2 separate regions of the Mus musculus genome follow, and region 2 is linked to region 1. The links are chromatin contacts, called in public Hi-C maps. All regions are on one chromosome and are shown on one strand. The core of a region is the stretch at or near the end of the contact, and the rest is flanking DNA. Distances in the headings are between cores, read along the strand shown. Region 1 holds the start of Tmeff1 (transmembrane protein with EGF-like and two follistatin-like domains 1). Region 2 has its middle 20 kb from the start of Gm52718.

Region 1 (3,524 bases), core at 652-3,151:
CAGATCTATTTAGATAAAAAGCATGGCAGATGTGCAACTTAACAGCAAATAGTTTTTAAAATTATGATGACAAAACCTTTTCATTGAAAAAAAACTCAACAGAAAAATATGAGCGGCAAGTACCTATCACCCACAATCCTCTTTTCCAGAGTCAGTGGTAATGTAATGGGGTAAAGCAGTCTTGCTCTTTCTTTGGGTTGGTACATATGTATAGTTTAGAAAAGAAAGGTTTTCTTTTCTTTAAAGAGCATTTATTTATTGATGTGTGCCTATATGGGTTTATGTGCTTCAGACTGCCGGGAACTGGAGTCACAGGCAGTTGGGCATCACCTGATGTGGCCGCTGAGAACCAAACCTAGGAAGGACTCCATCACTGAACCATCTCTCCAGTCTCCAGTATCCCTGTTTCTATACCATTCATCATTAACCTAATCATTATCAAAATCTATACACAAAGATGACCACCGGGGTCATATTTTACTGTTACACAAAAGCTGTCATGAAAATCTTCCTTTATTCATTGTTGTGTCTTGTTCAACCATCTCTAAAGCAAAAATTCCAATATTGGTATTGTTAGGAAAACAAATTTAGTTTTTTTCTTCATATTTAGGTTGCCGCGCCCTCCAAAATGTATGCATGAATAGTGCTAAGTTTGTCAGTCTTTCTAACTTTTTAATAATCATCCAGAGGGGTAACTTTTTGGTTTAAATATCTTTCCCTTTGTTGCTAGTGGCTTTAAATTTTTTTTGAAAATAAGTTTATTTGTAATGTATATGGGTGTTTTGTTTGATGCATATCTATACCACATGCCTACACTGCCCTTTGAGGCCAGAAGAGAGTTCTTGGTACAGTGTTTACAGATGGTTGTGATGCTGTGGGAATCCAAGCTGGGGCCTCTGCAAAAGCAGCCTGGGCTCTCAGCTGCCGGCTATCTCTTGCTGGTCTCCAAAGCTTTCTCCCTTGCCTGGACTTCTCAAAGCCTCCTTGTCTTTACTTCTATGTTCAGTGTTTGTTTTGTATTTAGATTGTAGCTTTCTTCAAGTGTCCTTTTTGCAATTTTCTTAATTTTACAATGAAATTCTAGAATTCCTTCTGAAGTGGGCAACAATAACAGACTTCGAACAAAGCGGAAAATTTCCAAAAATTTGGCCTATGGTCTTATTGCCTGTGTAAAGTTATCATCTAGCAAGGTGAGGGCTGCAGAGGACTGTACTGGGCTCCAGACAGCTGGAAGACTCTTGGTCCCAACTTCCTGATTTGGGGAAGGCAGAAAACCAGTATGGGAACTCCTTTGTAGGGCTGTGAAATAGAACTGGAGAGGATACAGGCTAAGAGCTTCCTCTAGGCCTTGGATATAGCAAATCCGCTCTAAATCTTTGCTATTATGCGCGGAAAGGGCAACGCACTTTAAAGATTCAGCCGAGAGATGTAGTTATCCAGGAACCCGGTGGGGCGAGTCTTGGGGATTAAGCCTTTTCCCCGGAGAAGTGCACAGCGGGAGTGAGCACTAGGTACCAATCCCGATCCTGCCCATTTCTTGGGATGTGACTGACCTTGGACAAGTCACCTTTTGCCTTTAACTCCACCTGGAAAACACACGAAAGACCACCCGAGCTCGTGCAGGGTTAGAAGGCGCGTGGGAAAGGCTCACAAAGGGCTTCTGAGACACCGTCCCGAAGCTCTCTCCAGTATCCTCGGCGCCGTCCGGCCAGCCGGAGGGATCGGCGACCCCGGCCCGCGCCCCCGCCCGCCTCAGGAACAATGGCTCCCCGGGAGGGGCGGAGCTCGGCGCCGGGGGTGTGCGCGGGGCGGGGTCGCCGCTCCCTCCCCGCCCGCGGCTCCGTCACGCGCCCCTCACCGGGCGGGCCGGGGTCTTTGTGACGCGGCGGCGACAGCCGCGCGGACACAAAGGGAAGGCGAGCCTGCGAGCTAGAAGCTGCGTCCGTCCCCGCCCCGCGCCCCCCGCGCGCGCCCCAGCTCCGTGTTCCCCACGCGGCGCGCTCCCTGCCCTCGCGCGCCCGCGCCCCTCGCCCGCGCCGGGGTCTCCCAACGAGGCTGTCCCGAGCGCGGAGGGCCGGGGCCTGGCGGGGATGCTGCGGGGCTGCCCCGGGCGGCTGCACGGCTGCTAGGAGGCGGCGCGGGGCCGGTGTGCCCGGCCTGCCGCTCCCTGAGCTCCCCGCCGTGCGGCCGCGACAGCATGGGCGCCCAGGCGCCGCTCCGGCTGCCGGCCGCGCCCCCGCTCGCCGTCTGCGGCTACACGTCGGTGCTTCTGCTCTTCGCCTTCTGCCTGCCCGGGAGCCGCGCGTCCAACCAGCCCGCGGGCGGCGGCGGGGACTGTCCGGGAGGCAGAGGCAAGAGCAACTGCTCAGGTAGGAGCCGCCGGCGCCCGCCTCTGGGGCTCCTCCCTTCCGCCGTTCTGGGCCGCGGGAGGACCCGGTGTGGACCAGGGTGCTGAGGAGTCCCGGGGGCCGGGCGGAGGGCAGGACGAGAGTTCGCGGTGCGGGCTTTGGGGACCTGGGTTGGGGATGGGGAGTGGTCGTTTGTGGGTCCGTAGGTGTCGAGTGGCCGGGACTAGGGCGGCCCTGCGGCGTGGTGAGCTGGTGAGGTTCCGCGAGACGGAGCAGTGATCCTGGGTTTGCTCGTGGAAGCGCGTGTAAAGTGTTGTGAAGCCCCAAGGGAGGGAGGACGGCTAGGCTTCAAGGGGAGTGTGTGCGTGTGTGTGTGTTTGTGTGTGAGTGTGATGGTGAGGAACTGGCGGACTGAGGATAAGGGCCTGAGAACTGACCATGTGTTGGTGGGGAGGTTCTTAAGAGTTCCTGGGTTTTAAGAGGGGTAATGCCGGTAAAAAGAAGGAGTGGTTATGTTTGTCCTTTGGGTTCAGGGGTGCAGTGGGGACCAAATCTGTCCACGGTTCTGTGCATCAGGGCAGCAGGGAGTCCCAGGAGGGCCCAGGAAGTGTTTTGTTGGTTGTGTCTGGACAAAGCCTGAGGCTCAGGTAACCACGCTGGAGTACGTATATAGGGTGAAGAGATGAGAGCCCAGTAGTGAACCCAGTTTGACAGAGGGAGGGAGCTAGGGAGTCATCTTGTGTGGGATTTGGGTATGAAAGGTAATTAGGTCTCAGAGAGTGCCCCTGTGTAGCTAGAGTAACCCCGGGTTAATTAAAGTGGTGTAGAAAGAGAGGCAATGGTGGTGTGTGTGTTTTGCAGGAGGACCTGGAAGATTGGCAGCCAGGGGAGCCAGGGAGTAAGTGACCTCTCCCCTCTCTCCAAGGCCGCCTGCCCTCCCACAGCTGTTGGAAACAAAGAGCGTGCTGGGGTTTTAATGGATGACACAGGGGAGGAGGGGGCCGGCCAGTAAAGTTCCCCCGTCCTTTTGGAAAGAGTCCCAGGGGAGCCAGGGGATTCAGGCCCTCGGGCGAGCAGAGGCTTCCGGGTTCTCTTGGGGGAGGGTAGGTCTGCTTGCAGCTGGCCCAGCAGACCTAGTGGTCATAAGCCAGCCCTTGCTCACTTGGGCTTTTATCA
Region 2 (3,139 bases), core at 38-2,537, 170 kb after region 1:
CATAAATACACACATACAAAAAAAGTCAATGAATACCATAGAAAGTTCAAGAAGTCTGGGTACATGCAAGAGACCAAACCTAAGAATCCACGGGCTGTAAGAAAGAGCTGAGACCTGTAACCCGTGGGCATGTTACTTAGTGTGGCAGCTGCTGTGGAAATCAGCACAGAGGGCTTTCATAGCTAAGCATGGAAATCTCATCCAACCCAGATATCACTGCTGGGCCTGTGCCCGAAGGACTTTCCAGCCTGCCACAGCAAACAATACCTGCTCAACCATGGTTATTGAAACTCTTTTCACAACAACCAGGAAACCAGACTAGATGCCATCAATGGTGCATGGATAGTGAAGCGCAGTACAGATGCGTGATGGGATTTTATCCAGCCCCAGAGAAAAACAAAATTAGGAAATTTGCTGGTGAGCGGATGAAACTGGAGAACATTATTTTAAGTGTGGTAACCCAGGTGGAGAAAGACAAATATTTCATGTGCTCTCTCGTTTGCAGATTCTAGCCTGTAATTGTAAGATTGTGTAACCAGGTGGAGAAGTTATGGAAAAATATTAGGAAATTGGAAGGGGCCCATGAAACTGGAAAGGAGGTTTCTAAGGGAGAAGGATGGAGGGAAGACAACAGGATAAAGAGGGAGGGGTGGAGAGATATCAGGGTGCAGCAGAGAAGACGGGGGGGGGGGGAGGGAAGGGAAGAGCACAGGTCCTGTAGGGCGGTCAACCAGAGCGACATTATGAGAAACCAACATGGGTATCCCGCACTTCAGAATCTAATTAAAAAAAAAAAACAACCTTCCTTAATTATACTTATCCTCCAGCTAAAGATCCAGTTTTCAATGTAAATTTGTGACAAATTTCTACTGTCTGATGCTGGGGTAAGGAGTGTCTAGAACATAAGTAGACACTCCCAAGAAATGCCGGGTGACCCAGGTCCCTGGGCTCTGAGGAGTGTTAGGATAACTCCTGGGAGAGTCTGAGCTGCTTTGCTGGCCCCTCTTCCCTCCAGGATCTGTGGAGTACAGTGTCTCAGATCTTGACTTACATTTTCCACCCCACACCAACATAAACAAATCTCCTTTTCCCTTTTGAACATGAAATGGTGCAAAGATAAACACACGTTTCCTATTGTCACTAAAAACGCATTCATTCCCAGAATAATGCGGCGCCTGGGTGAACAAGGAAGATAGATATTTTTAGGGAGACTCTCTCTCCTTTGGAACAGGAACAGAGCACCTGCTAAATCTGGCACAAAGCGATGACTGCTCCCTGGCAGACTCGCATACAGATGCCTGACTCAGCGATGACGGGCGATTTCCAGCCCAACAGCAGTTTCTGGGCGTAGGGTTTCAGCTCTGAACAGCTGTTGTAATTCCTTCAATATTTTTAGTAACTTATAGTTGCAAGTGCAGAATTGTGACTAGCAAGAGCATAAAGGGTGGATTTTATGCCCCCCCCCCCCGGAATTAAATAGTGTGCTTCGGTTATTAGGGGATTGAGTCACAATTTTAAAGAAAGTATTCTTTCTCAGAGCATGCCTAAGGACCAATATCTTATCAAATGTCTAAGAAGAAATGAAATGCGTTCATTTTAGTCCACTGCATTTAGCTCACCTATGAGTTAGCCGCATCCTTTAATAGTCTAAGCTAATAATTTACAACTCAGATTAGAATCTGATCTTCAAGTATTATTTTTATTCAATTATTATTTTCTCCAGAAAATACCACCTGAGGGGTGTATGCATTTATGTAAGGACAGGGGAAGCTGACTTTGGATTCTGTGGTTCAAGTAGAAAATCACAAAAGCACATGGGAAGAGACACGATTTTAACCACAAGTACAATATGAATGAGCGACCAGAAGTTCTCTGTGTCACCTTTAATGACACACTCATAGTGATCATTTCTTTTTGTTAAGGGGGGAAATTTATTTTCTTATAACTCTCCCGATTAACCTCAGCTTTATGCATGGAGTAGTCTAGAAATTGTGACTGCACGCCTGTAGCCAATTTGTCTTCCTTAATTTTCATGATTTCCATGGTTATGATTCTATAATCGGTGAAGCATGCACGAGAAAATGAAGGGCAGGACAGCCTGTGTTACCTTGTACCTCACTGGCTCTCACAGACCTCTTAATTGGGCTTAATTTTGGAGCATTTCAATGCTTAAAAATAGCATCAGATCAGGAGCCCTCTGACACTATCTTTCCTAAGTTTCTAGGGAATGAGCGTGGATATGCAGAAGAAAATCCTAAAATGCTGCAGCAAGGCTTATCTCTAGAAGGCAGGGTAAATAGTCTCCCCCACCTTCCCTTCTAATGGTCACGCCTCCAGGCCTTGCAAAACAGACCTTCTTTGAGAAATAAAAGTCAAAGAAGTGCCATGATTCTTCTTCCCATACATACTGTCACAGGGATGCAGGGTTTGAAAGTGATTTTTATTAAGGCTATAGCAAGTTCTTTTACTAGTGGTGTGTGTGTGTGTGTGTGTGTGTGTGTGTGTGTGTATCCGGTGCTGCTCTCTCTGCAAATCCTGATGTAGACCTCTGAGCTACCTTTCTAGCGCTATGTCTGCCTGTGTGCTGCCATTCTTCCCACCATGACAAAAAGACACTAAACCTCTGAAACTGTAAACCAGACCCAATTAAATGCTCTCTCTTATAAGAGTTGATGAGGTCATGGTGTCTCTTCACAGCAATGGAACCTTGACTGAGACATACCACATAGGCCAGAAACAATGGCATGAATGATCACGAACTAGGACTTCTAAAACTGTGAGGTAAATAAATTTTCTGCCTTTAAGCTATTTCTTTACGGTATTTGTCACAGTGCTGAAAAGTCTGTCTAATACAGGTTTCACTATGGGGTCTAGGGAGACAGCAGTACTCAGACCACAGCAGTCCTCAAGATATGGTAGCTATTTATTGTTGTTGTCATCGTCACCATGACCACCATCATCATCATGTGTCATTTCCACCATGTAAGACAATATGGCTAGCGGACAATAGAAAAAGATATACACTTGTTGCTTTATATCTTGGAGGTGTAGTATTAACTCACTGGGTTCAGGGCACCAGAGACCAGAAATAGTAAACCAGGAGTCCTTTACATATCAGGCTTGTAGTCTGACTGTTAGG

The links. Hi-C and Micro-C count contacts between places; a contact is called where the count stands out from the background.
Region 2: a contact with region 1 is called in a Hi-C map of myocytes, with 2.1 times the contacts expected there. The contact joins the enhancer-like site here to the promoter of Tmeff1 in region 1. A contact is called at or near these places in 1 of 39 promoter capture datasets (hippocampal neurons) and 4 of 484 Hi-C or Micro-C datasets (cerebral cortex, growing oocytes, myocytes and 1 more).

The regions. Positions count from the first base shown.
Region 1 is chr4:48,583,273-48,586,796 of GRCm38.p6, forward strand. It overlaps Tmeff1 (transmembrane protein with EGF-like and two follistatin-like domains 1), which reads left to right and starts at 1,902. Exons shown (of 10, transcript NM_001356272.1): 1 at 1,902-2,369. The coding sequence starts at 2,198.
Region 2 is chr4:48,753,679-48,756,817 of GRCm38.p6, forward strand. No RefSeq gene overlaps it. Among named protein-coding and RNA genes, the nearest start is that of Gm52718, 20 kb to the right of the region's middle. Within about 2 kb of position 1,288, at least 55 of the 459 cell types and tissues checked have an H3K27ac peak or open chromatin away from gene starts, as enhancers often do. A contact at or near this core is called in cerebral cortex, hippocampal neurons and myocytes, where this site is marked.